Linked DNA regions of Pan troglodytes: region 1 is linked to region 2. A link is a contact called in public capture Hi-C data. All regions are on one chromosome and are shown on one strand. Each heading gives the region's core, a stretch centred on a gene start, on an enhancer-like site or on the middle of the called end of the contact. The rest is flanking DNA. Distances are from core to core; before and after follow the strand shown. Region 1 has its middle 16 kb from the start of ADM. Region 2 has its middle 40 kb from the start of WEE1.

Region 1 (6,133 bases), core at 2,561-5,060, 700 kb before region 2:
TTGTTCTGACAACTTAAGGACAAACTTCACAGCTCTCAGCCCAGAAAGGGTCATTTAAGATTATCTAATAAGGAAAACATTGTATAATTCCTTTGAATGTAATAAACAATATCTTTTGGGGCAACTTGCAGCAAATGTTCCAAATTTCACATCAACATTTAATTCCCCCTCTGTGCGTATGTTCTACACTCCACAAAAGATGATGTTAAAACATTTAATGCAGTGAATTGACAGCACCAGGAAAATATTTGGGCTGTCTGGAGTTGCCATTATTGGCTTTAATTATGACCTACTGGCTCTTGGGTCCTAAAGCAGCCAGAAAATGAGATATGTGTGCCAAAATATTCATTAGAATTCCCTTCTCAGTCATTGTACAGAAAGAACAAGTTTCCTTCTGGCTCCCATCTTCAGTATTTTAAGTGGAATTATTAATATGCCAGATTTTTTAAAGGATCAGTCAGTAAACAAGATTATGTGCATACCTTGTATTTTGCATTTTAAAAATCTTGAAAAGGTCAAATGTCCCCTTTGCTATCATTGTATTACTGTGAAGAAAGAATTGTTTTTGCAGCCATGGAGTTAACCGGTACTCTCCACCCAGGCCTCCTCATCCAAACCCTGCTCTCTGGAACTGACTTGATCCTATACGCTTTGGAACTGAAAGTACTGATGAAGCACAGCTTGGGTCTCCCAAGGAACTAGTCAGAAAGATGGTTTAATTTCTCCCGCTTTTCAATGTTCATTTCTCCCTGAATATAAGACCTCAGAAGGCTAGAGTCATAGAGGAAGAATCTTTGAGATCCTTGATGCCATGTCCTTATTTTAGAGATGATTAATCTAAAGAGAAATGGTATATTCACTGCTTTACCTTTGTGTTCTGGCATTGAGAAAGAGCAGGTGCTTTTTTTTTCTTTATTTTTTAAACCACAGCATCCTTAGTCGTTACTCTTAAACAGAGTTGCCATTTAATAAGCTTATACTATACTGCCAGGCAGGGGTTGTTGCTTTCATCCATGTTATATCATTCATCCTTACAACAAGCCTATAAGGTAAATATTATTATCCCCATTTTATAGCTAATGAAACTTAAGACTTGGGTTAAGAGATGTGCCCATAATTACAGGGCTAGGAGGAGGGAGAGTCTGTGTAAACTCAAGGTTGTCTAACTTCAAAGCCTATGTCCTCGACTATACCACTTCCCTGCCCCCATCCTGCCTGCCAAATGAAACAAGGCCAGACTAGAAATCAGTTGGCATATCCTGGGCTCTCACATTGCTTTAATTTTTCAAGTAGTGGGGTGAAGAAAGAGTCCTCCATAGTGATAAAGTGGAGAGAGATGCCTGTGCCCAAGCAGTCTTCACTTACCAGAATGTGCCAAGAGATAAACAGGGACCATATAGATGCAATTATCCCCTATTAACTACTTGTCAGGTTTAACATGACAGTTCACCCTGAAAGCTTTTGAAAGACTTCCCAGTTTTTAATAAAGTTGGCTGATTTGGTCCTGACAATTTGTCTTTCATTTAATAGAAAATTGGAAGGGCAATTTGGGTCAGATGCTTATTTTGGGAAAAAATAATTAGGAGTTTTGTTTTCTGTGTGTGTGTGTGTGTGTGTGTGTGTGTGTGTGTGCATGCATGCTCAAGGTCGTACAGGGCTGAAAGAGCAGATGTGGTATGAATTAAGGAAGTTTATCTGATGGTTGTCTATAGTGGCACAGATGATGGGGTTATTGCCTGGAAATACTTGTGTTTTCCATGGAAACATGGTTTGGGAAAGAAACTGATGTTTTAGAAAAACTAACAAAGTTAAGATCAAGTTGGAATGTTATGTGTTAAATTTAACAGCATGAGATGAAGACATCTGGCAAACATCTTAAGTTTGCTAACCTAGGTGCCAGTGAAAACTGTAAACTGAAAATTTCTTTCCCTCAAAGAGAAAATTCATATACCTGGGTTAGTTATAAATAACCTGCCTGGTCTCTGCTCCCACAGTTCCTTCTCTGAAAATGAAGTTACTGGAACCCTCTGCAAATAGGTACTTGCCTGATCAGGAAGACTTAAAGGACATCATCTCCACATTGGGTTGTTTGAGTGTCAGATCACCCTAGCCACTGACATTCTCCTAATCTAAATGAACATAATTTTTTTATCTGGACTGCTGCAATGGCAGGCTACCCAGTGTCTAGAACAGGGCCCTGCGTGGAGCAGATTGTTGATCTAAAATATCATTGATTGAATGAGTAAATGAAATCCTGTTTGCCCTGACTCACTTACCCTGTCCTGATTCCCTAACTCTTGTTGCGTGTCTGGTGCTGAAATCCAGCCACGATACCATGTCTCTAGGCCTGTCGCCTAGTCCTGTTCTCATCAATCCCTTTGACAGAAGTACATTCATTTGTGAGGACCGTCATAACAAAATACCACAGACTGTGGCTTAAACAGCAGACATTTATTTTCCCACACTTCTGGAAGCTGGAAATCCAAGGACAAGGAGTCAGCAGGTTTGGTTTCTTTGGGAACCTCTCTAGTTGTCTGGCACGTGGCTGCCTTCTCTCTGTGTCCTCCCATAGTCTTCTTATAAAGACACAAATCATATTAGATTGAGGACCACACATATGACCTTATTTTTCCTTGATTTCCTCTTTAAAGGCCCTATCTCCAAACACAGTCACATTCTGAGGTACTGAGGGTTAGGAGTTTAGCATATGAATTTGGTGTATGGGGATAGGGGACACAATCAGGCCCATCATAAAGAATAATTCCAGTCCTGTCTGCTGCCTCCAGCTGGACCTCTCTGGGGCCTGCCTATAGTTTGCTCCTAGAATGCGCGCTGCTGTGCTCCCTGACGTGCCTGATGCCCTGTCATTTCCTGCTGTTCCTCCTTGATGCCAACACCCTACAGCACAACCACCTGTTGTCTGTTACTCTGCCCTCGGCTGGGGCTGGCCTCCTTCCCATCACCTGCAGCTTGTCTTCTCTCCAAACACCTGCCCCACTGGCTGCAGTTAACCCTTCTATTTCTGGCTGTTTGACTGGAAACAACCCTCAATCTACAACAAATGAATAAATAAATAAACTGTCGGTCTCAGTCTGTTAGCACCACCAGGGTGCATTTTTGAAATAGCTGTATGGGGACAATGTGTAGGCCGAACAAAGTTAAGTGGCTTCACAAAGATAAAATGTTACTCACAATCACACAATGACATTAGGCCCCACCCACAGACAATCCAGTTCAATTGGTTAGGGATAAGGCTCGGTGTCAGTTTTTTTTTTTTTTTTTTTGAAGCTTCCCCCACATGACTTTAATAGGCAGAAGAGGTTAAGGATCACTGCTCTATCTGGTGGAACAAACCTATTAAATTGACAAAAGGTTACCAACTAGCTGAACATAGGAGCAAAACAAGGCTGGGGGATTCCCCCGCATCTGTGACTTGTGAATGTAGTGGAGTACGCCTCCCCAGAGTCCAGTCCCTCCCAAACACAGGGGTGGGTGACTCTTCCTTCAGCTCTAGCACCCCTTCAGTGTTAATTGCTCTGCCCTTTGGTCTAAGAAGTTGGGGGTGGCTTATTAGTGTCCTCTGCCATGTAGGGCAATGTGGGTAGGGTAAGGTTCAGCAATGACTCTAGACTTAGGCAAGTATCACATCTGCTGGGCCATCTGAGCGTGACTTGTAGGCTGCTATTGATGAAAGATCTCCAGCAGTAGTAAAAAGAGCAACTAACAGGGCTCTTTGGCTCAGGCAACAGTGGGACTCACTTGGATGGCAGGGGATGAGCTCCAGGCATTTAACTGGCCTCCACAGGTTTGCTGGGACTGATCTGCAGTCTCTCCATGCTGATGTCCTCCTCTTTGTGGGCTCTTTCCCAAGGCCTCCCTGCAACCTCATAGGTCCCTGCTCTCCCCCAGCCCAGGATGAAGGCGGCTTAGTCCAGCTCTCCCTCTAGTCTCTTTCCAATGTGGGTAAAGCCCAATCCCTGATGCTTCCGGGCCTTCCCTTTTGATTCTCAAGAGCCTTTTCTTCTCTCAACAAAACCTGGTTCTCTGCAAACAAAAGGCTTTGGCTTTCAAAACTATTGTTTTTGATGTGGGCTTCAAGAGGCTATTTTAAAGTCAGAAAACTGAACATTTACTGTTTCATTCTGACTGTTTCTTTCTGTTAGCATTCCGGTTGTACCAATCCTAATTCTCCTCAAGGCAATGCCTCTGATTTACTAGGGAAAAGGTCAAGTGGAAAAAGTGTAGCAAAGAAAAGCATGAACAATAACATTTCAAGATACCCTTTCTCTATGTAAGAAATACTGCAACACTGGCCACTCCACACCTTCCCTCAGGCAAGCCCCCACAAGTGAGCAGGCCAGGATGTTCTGGCTGAGTCCACACAGGCAGAGTGAAGAGGAGAACCAAGATTTTTCTTGATAATAACAGTTCTAAATCACAATTATTAAATCATTGTTTTCTTTAACAAGCCAATGGCTAAAAACAAAAGGTGGGAGGAGCTTGCTCTAGATTAAAGAAACACTAGAGATAGAACAATTTTGTCTGGATTCTATTTTGAACAAACCATTGTCAAAAGACATTTTTTGAGGCAATCGGGCAAAGTTGATTATGGCCTGGCTATGAGATGATACTGCAGAATTATTTTTAATGTTAAGTGTGACAATAGCATTTTGGCTACATAAGAAAACATTATTTTCATTTTTTTAAAACAGATGCATACTGAAGTATGTGTGGGTGATATGATAGGATGACTGGACAAAAGAAAATTGAAGAAAAGGAAAAAGTTATTAAGAAAAGAAGAAAAGAAAGAGGAAGAAGAGAAAAGAGAAGGATAGGCAGGAAAGAAAAGAAAAAACATACTTTGGCAAAAAAATTTTTTAAAAACAAAAAAAGAAAAAAGGATAGATGAATCAAATGTGGCAATATCATGATAATTATTGAATTTTAATGATGAGCATATGGGGGTTCATTATATTATTATTTCTGTTTTTGTGCATTTGAAAGCTTTCATAATTTTTTAAGTTGTAAAACTGGTGCAGAAAAAGACAGACTGAGCAATGGAAGAGATTAAAAGGGCCAGAAACAAATTTAAATATTTACTATTTAAGAATTATTATATTACTGATTTGCAGGAAGATGAATTCTTTCTTCAAATAAAATCTTCAAATAAAATCTGACGAGGAGCACCAACAAAAAGGAATAAAACAAAAAAGGAACAGAGATGTTCCACTAGAAGCTGGAGAAAGAGACTAGCATTTTTTTCTTCCCCCTTTTCTCCCCAGAAAACTTCAGAAGTAACTCAGGAAAACTCTCTGTGGAACACAGTTTAAAAACTTCTGGTGCATATGATGAAGGAAGACCCTCAGGTCCTACAGAAAATATGCATTACTCAGTATAAATACTGGACAATTGGCTAACAATTTAGGGGAAAATAAAAGTTAAATCCCTACCTCATCAGATGCCAAAATAAATTCCATTTGCTTTAAAATGTTTAGCCTGGATAATATGGTGAAACCCCGTCTCTACAAAAAATTTAAAAATTAGCCAGGGGTGGTGGTGTGCACCTGTAGTCCCAGCTACTAGGGAGGCTGAGGTGAGAGGATCACCTGAGCCCAGGAGGTCGAGGCTACAGTGAGCCACAATCACGCCACTGCACTCCAGCCTGGGCAACAGAGTGAGACCTTGTCTCAAAAAAATAAATAAAATAAAATGTTTAAAGTACAAAACAAAATCATAAAAATATTAGAAAAAAAGAGATGGCTATTCTAAAATATTGAGGCAGAGAAAGACTTCGTAAGCAAGCCAGTAAAGACAGAAATTATAAAGGAAAACATTGGTATCTTTGATTACATAAATATTTATAAGTTTTATATTGCAAAAAATAAGCCACACTCTCTCTACAAAAAGAAAAAAGGTGTGTCTCTATGTGACAAAACTTTAGTATTCTTAATCAATAAGAATATTAAAGTATTTCAGATCAACAGGAAAAAAACAAATATTCCAACAGAATGAATGAATCAAGAACTCAAAAAAAAAATGGCAGGGCGTGGTAGCTCATTTATAATCCTATAATTACAGTCCTATAATTCCAGCACTTTGGAAGGTCGAGGCAGGAGAACCACTCGAGCCCAGG
Region 2 (6,481 bases), core at 2,365-4,864:
GGGAGGTGGAGGTTGCAGTGAGCCAAGATCGTGCCATTGCACTCCAGCCTGGGCAATAAGAGTGAATCTCCATCTCAAAAACAAACAAAAAAAACCCCATCCCCAGGCTATCCCTATCACTCACACCACCACGTCCCACTCCAAAGAAGGGCTTCATCTCTTCATCTCTTACCTGGATTATTGTAACAATCTCCAAACTCTGGCTGTCTGTTCTCCATCGACACATTCATTCTTTTAAAATCAGAGTATCTCATTCCTCTGCACAAAACCCTTTAACAGCTCTTCTTCTCAGAGTGAAAGCCTATAGGCCTCACAGGGTGTGGACCCACCACTTACGACTCACCTTCCTACTCAAAACAGCTTTCACTCCTCCTGGCCCACTCCACTCCTGTCACGCTGGCCTCCTTCAACACACCAAGCACACTTCTACCTCAAGGCCTTTGCAATCATGTTTCCTTTGCCTAGATAGCAGTTTCCTCAGCCAGGCACAATGGCTCACACCTGTAATTTGAACACTTTGGGAGGCGAAGGCAGGAGGATCTCTTGAGTTCAGGAGTTTGAGACCAGCCTGGGCAACATAATGAGACCCCCCATCTCTACAAAAAAAGAAAAAAAAATTAGCTAAATGTGGTGGAGTATACCTGTAGTCCCAGCTACTTGAAAGGCTGGGGCTGGAGGATTGCTTGAGCCTGAGAGGTTGAGGCTGCAATGAGCCATGATAGCACCACTGCACTGTAGCCTGGGAAACAGAGCAAGACCCTCTCTCAAAAAAAAAAAAAAAAAAAAAAAAAAAAGAGAGAGAGAGAAAGCCCTTTTCCCAGATTTGCAAAAAGGTTACTTCTTCATTTCCTTCATGTCTCTGCTCAAATGTCAACTTATCAAAAAGGTCTACTTATCAAGTAAATCTACTTGAACTTAACTTGGCTGTAAAATGAAACCAACTATGCCCTTGGAATTTTTCTGGGGTCTGAGGGAGGGACAGTCTATAAGTAGGGAAAGTCAAGTCCTGGCTCTACTCCAAAGTACATCCGATCTCCCTTACCTTGTTTCATCTCTCTCTGTTACACTTACCAGTACCTGACTATATATGTATATATAAATTAATGTTGAAAGCATGACTTCTCTGGAACTTGAGAGTTCATGACATCAGAAACTGGCTAGAGAAAAAGAGACCTCAGCATGAGCACAACGTTCATGACACAACACCACCACTACCACACACACACACACACATTAAATAACCTGGAACCGATGCAATTGTACAACAAAGGGAAATGATAAAGTGTGCTTGTGGGGTAGAACAGTGTACAGTGATTGGCTGGGTGCAGTGGCTCATGCCTGTAATCCCAGCACTTTGGGAGGCCAAGGCGGGCAGATCACTTGAGGTCAGGAGTTCGAGACCAGCCTGGCCAACATGGTGAAACCCCGTCTCTACTAAAATACAAAAATTAGCCAGATGTGGTGGCACATGCCTGTAGTCCCAGCAACTTGGGGGGCTGAGGCAGGAGAATCGCTTGAACCTGGGAGGCAGAAGTTGCAGTGAGCCGAGATCATGCCACTGCACTCCAGCCTGAGCAACAGAGTGAGATACCGTCTCAAAAAAAAAAAAGAAAAGAAAAGTATGCAGTAATTAAAAACACTAATTACAAAGACAGTAAAATGCTTATAGTATGTTATGGGAAAGTAGTACCATCAATTGTAAAACAGAGCGACTCTTAATATATAATTACATACAGTACTGCTATAATCACAACAATGCAAAATACATACACATAGGAAAGCTGAGATTTAAAACAAAATTAGTTATTGTGTTAGGCCTATTAAGGGGATTATGGGTAGTTTTGTAATCTTTTATTCCTCACAAGTAAAAAAAAAAAAAAAACTTATACTCTTTTTTTCCATAAAAGGAACACGTTTTAACTCCCTGGGCACACTGGTTGAGGAAAATCCCAGCCCAGTGAAGTCAGCACCCAAGTTCCCCAGAGACTCCCATGTGTGGTTGGCAGAAGGGTCCAGGGCCAGGTCTGTGCAGAAGGGCTGTCCCAGAGGTTGAAACGAGTAGTAAGTGAAGCATAGAGTATTTGCATGACTAACCCAGGGGAAAATACCCACCAGAGAGTTATTTCTATTTAAGACAGAGAAATGCAGAAGTAAATCTACTTGAACCTAATATGGCCTTAAAACGAAAACAACTGTGCCCCTTGGAGTTTTGGGGGGCCTTCCTGTAGGGAGAGAAAATCAAGTCCAGGCTCTAGTGACCTTCAGTGGAGAACCAAATTCTCCTGCAGGGGTCCAGATTGGGGGCTTCGGGCCCTCAAGGGGGCTTCAGTGCTAGTGCAATGAGTTCTGAATCCATAAACCTGCTGAGCATTGACCTTAGACCAGCATTTCTTAACCAAACTAAGGTTATGAACCCTGGTAATCATAAAAACGACAGAACTTCTTCCCAGAAAAATTGCACATTTGCCCTAAAATATGAAACAATCTCAGGAGTTTCATGGTCTCCCTGAATCCTATCCACTCCTAGTTGTCCCCATACCCCAGATTAAGAATCTCTGATGGACCTGAATAAATACAATGTCCTACATACAATGTATAAAACGTGTACGCTGTTTTTCAAGTCTACGGATAGAAATGTGATGAATAAATACAACTTCATTTAAAAGAAATACTGAATTTAGAGACTTCTTGTTATATTTGATCTCCAGAGGACCAGTAAATGCCTGTGCAAGCCAAGGAACACGTTAAAAGAATCCCCTATCCCTGCAACAAAGCCTTCTTCCAAGCGCCCGAAAGGGATTCTATTGGGACAGTTGCTCTGTCCCAGGGCCCAGGCATTGGAGAGAGCCTCGCTCCAGAGACTCTGTGGCCCCACTGGAGCCGGTGCCGGCTTTTAGGGGTTTTCTCACGGAAATGTTCAGCTGCTGGTGAGTTCACGTGCATTTAAGTTTTATTCTCCAGTTAGGACCGGGTTTTCCAGATGTGGGTTGTCAGCGCGTGCCCAGTAACCAGCTTGCGCCCAGGTGCGAAACCCAGTCATTGGGTCTCTCCGGGTGCGCGTCCTGGGTGGAGCCCCAGGGGCCCCGGCGTGGGTGGCCGTCCTGCTCCGCGGGTACCCGCGGAATGCCCTGCCCGCATGCTCCCTCTGCTGGGCGCGCCTGGGCGCCTTCCGGGTGCACGGCCCTGCCCAGGAGCGGCGCGTGGGGCCCCGGGTCTGTGGATGAATGGGGAGATAGCGAGGGGAGGGGCGCACAGCACAGCCCACTCCCCCTTACCCACGCCTCTAGAACAGTCCTACCCCTAGACCCAACACCTCCTTCTATCCCCCCGCCCCGCTCTCCCCAGACGCTCTTAATCTGATTGAGACTTTGGCACGTAAACGCGGTTCTAGGAGCCCGGACTGGCTCAGTGCACGACTTATCAGAAACTTATCTGTATCTAACACACAATAGATTCGTGCACATCTGTTGAATAAAGAGGAGTTTGTTTTTCGTGTTTGAACCGTGTCTGCTTCAATAACGCTTCCTGCAGTGGTCCTTCTTAGGAGGGGTACAGTGAGTGGTATACTGCGAGGGAAGCGGGACAAGGAGGCAAAGGGAAGGGAAACAGGCGGGCCCAGAGAGCAGCTTCCGAGTGACCTGGAAAATCAGCGCCCAGAACTCATCTAGACGCAGAGGCTCGGTGCCGTGGCATTCCGCGCTGACGGCCAGAACCGCGGGCCGCGGAGCCAGCACTGTGCCGGCAACGTGGTGGGGCGAATGCCCTGGGGTCGGAGAGGTGGAAAGGCCCGAAAGGAAGAGCCCAGAAGGGGACAGTCCCCACCCAACGTCAGGGTAAAGGCCCGTCTCTACTGGTTACTAGAGACGTGGAACCCAGGAAGCGCGAGGCCCCAGGAAACCGGCATAGAAGGAGGCCTGTCAAAGGGGCCCCGAATCCTCCCGCAGGGACAGAGCGACACGTCCACCCGGGCTCGGAGGACTAACACCAGGAGTCCCCTGAGGCCCTGCCCCAGGCTTCCCAGGTTGTGGGGACACCAGCTGCCTGCAGGGGGCGAGATGTTCCTTTGGCGCTGCTGGGCTGTGACTAAGAGCAGAAACAAAAATAGAAGCTGAGATCAACGGAAAGGAATGAGACTGAACAAACACACGCGTTAATCCTGATGGGATACATAGTAAAATAACATTCCCAAACACGGCAGTAAGAAAAGATGAACTATGTAAAGAATGCGCAGATAAATGAATGAAAATTTGGAGGACAAAAATGTGTTTCGCATCGTATTTCAAAATAAACACCAAGTGGATTAAAGTGCTAAATATTTTAAAGAACAGCCATAGAAACTATATATTTAATAGGATAAGGCAGTTATATTTATGGATAAACGTCAGCGTTCTCAAAACTGAAACAACAGAAGAAACAACAAAGGAAGACTAACGTTCAAAAATACAAAAACTGGACAGAATTTTAAAAAGACAACAGCTTGAAAAAAATGTCTGCACCAAGTGACAAGCAAATACTACCTGAAATGTATAAAAGCTTGTTTATAGGCCAGGTGCAGTGGCTCACGCCTGTAATCCCAGCACTTTAGGAGGCCAAGGCGGGTGGATCAACTGAGGTCAGGAGTTCGAGACCAGCCTGGCCAACATGGTGAAAGCCCCGTCTCTACTAAAAATACAAAAATTAGTTGGGTGTGGTGGCACACGCCTGTAGTCCCAGCTACTTGGGAGACTGAGGCAGGAGAATCGCTTGAACCCGGGAGGCGGAGGTTGCAGTGAGCCGAGATCGCACCACTGAACTCCAGCCTGGGTGACAGAGCAAGATTCCATCCCCCCCATCCAAAAAAAGCTTGTTTATATATATAAAAACAATCAAGGTACCAATTGCTAAATAGACAAAGAAGGTAAACATGCACTGTAATTCACAATAAGAAATAAAAGTCATACCCAAGTGCATGGGGAAACGTTCATTGATAATCAGAAATTTTAAACTTAAAACAGTTATGACATAACACCTTACATCTACTAAAGTAGCAAAAATGTTTTAAAATTATAATGCAGGCTGGATGCAGTGGCTCATGCCTGTAACATCAGTTCACGGGGGGCCAAGGCAGGAGGTTCCCTTGAGGCCAGGAGTTGGAGACCAGCCTGGGCAACAGAGTGAGACCCTGTCACTACAAAAAATTTAAAAATTAGTCCAGTATGGTGCTGTGCTCTAGTAGTCTTAGCTACTTGGGAGGCTGAGGTGGGAGGATCCCTTTAAGCCTGAGAGTTACAGTGAGCTATGATCACACCACTGCACTCCAGCCTGGGCAATAGTGAGACCCTGTTTCTGTAAAAATAAATAGAAAAAAATATAATAGAAAAACAGAAAAAAAATAATGCATAATGTTAGCAACATGGTAAAATAATAGTCACCATTGCTTCATACAACTCTATCTGGTTTTTTTGAGACGGAGTCTTGCTCTGTTGCACAGGCTAGAGTGCAGTGTTGCCTCACTGCAACCTCTGCCTCCCAGGTTCAAGTGATTCTCCTGTCTCAGCCTCCTGAGTAGCTGGGACTATAGGCACCTGTCACCACACCTTGCTAATTTTTGTATTTTTAGTAGAGATGGGGTTTTACCGTATTGATCAGGCTGGTCTCAAACTCCACTGCTCTGTCGCCCAGGCTGGAATGCAGTGGCGCAATCTCGGCTCACTGCAACCTCCGCCTCCCAGGTTCAAGCAATTCTCCTGCCTCAGCCTCCCAAGTAGCTGGGACTACAGGCGCGTGACATCACACCCAGCTAATTTTTATGTTTTCAGTAGAGACAAGGTTTTGCCATGTGATCCACCCACCTTGGCCTCCCAAAGTGCTGGGATTACAGGTGTGAGCCACCGCGCCCGGCCCATACAACTCTTTTGAATAGCAATATAGTGATCTTCATTTATTCAACAAACAGCTATTAGGGAGTTCCTGTTGCAGGTTAAACACTACTGTAAGATCTCACTATAATGGAGGGAAGAGACAACAAAGAAACAAATATACATGATGCAAGGTGGTGGTAGCGGTAGGAAGAAAAATAGAACCATGAGCAATGGGACGTGCTAATTGCATCAGCTTGGTTAGTCAGGGTAAGCCTCCCTGATAAGATGACATTTGAACAGAGCAACACGAATGAAGTGAGGGAGCAAACCTCCTTCACACCTGTGGGAAGAGTGATCCAGGCAAAGGGAACAGAAAGTATAGTGACCTTGAGGCAAGATCATACTGTGGTGGAACATCAACTGATTGCCTTTTAACCATGTACACAGCAACACGGAAGACCTGTTTAAATTAACTTACTTTATATACATATTAAGACCCACAAGAAATGTATTAAGCAGAAGCAATATAGTCAAATGCCTGTTTCTTATCTTCACTAAACAAAAGCTTAACCTCAGTGGAAGGTGACATTGCCGAAAGTTTGCTTCAGCCCATCCTCTTCTCAAAGCTAGAGTCTGCCAGA

Evidence for each region. Capture Hi-C pulls out chosen DNA fragments and counts their contacts.
Region 1: a capture Hi-C map of stem cell-derived neural stem cells shows a contact between it and region 2, with 5 times the contacts expected there. The contact joins two enhancer-like sites.

The regions. Positions count from the first base shown.
Region 1 is chr9:14,467,163-14,473,295 of NHGRI_mPanTro3-v2.0_pri, reverse strand. No RefSeq gene overlaps it. Among named protein-coding and RNA genes, the nearest start is that of ADM, 16 kb to the right of the region's middle. Within about 2 kb of position 3,810, at least 3 of the 24 cell types and tissues checked have an H3K27ac peak or open chromatin away from gene starts, as enhancers often do. A contact at or near this core is called in stem cell-derived neural stem cells, where this site is marked.
Region 2 is chr9:13,763,029-13,769,509 of NHGRI_mPanTro3-v2.0_pri, reverse strand. No RefSeq gene overlaps it. Among named protein-coding and RNA genes, the nearest start is that of WEE1, 40 kb to the right of the region's middle. Within about 2 kb of position 3,614, at least 14 of the 24 cell types and tissues checked have an H3K27ac peak or open chromatin away from gene starts, as enhancers often do. A contact at or near this core is called in stem cell-derived neural stem cells, where this site is marked.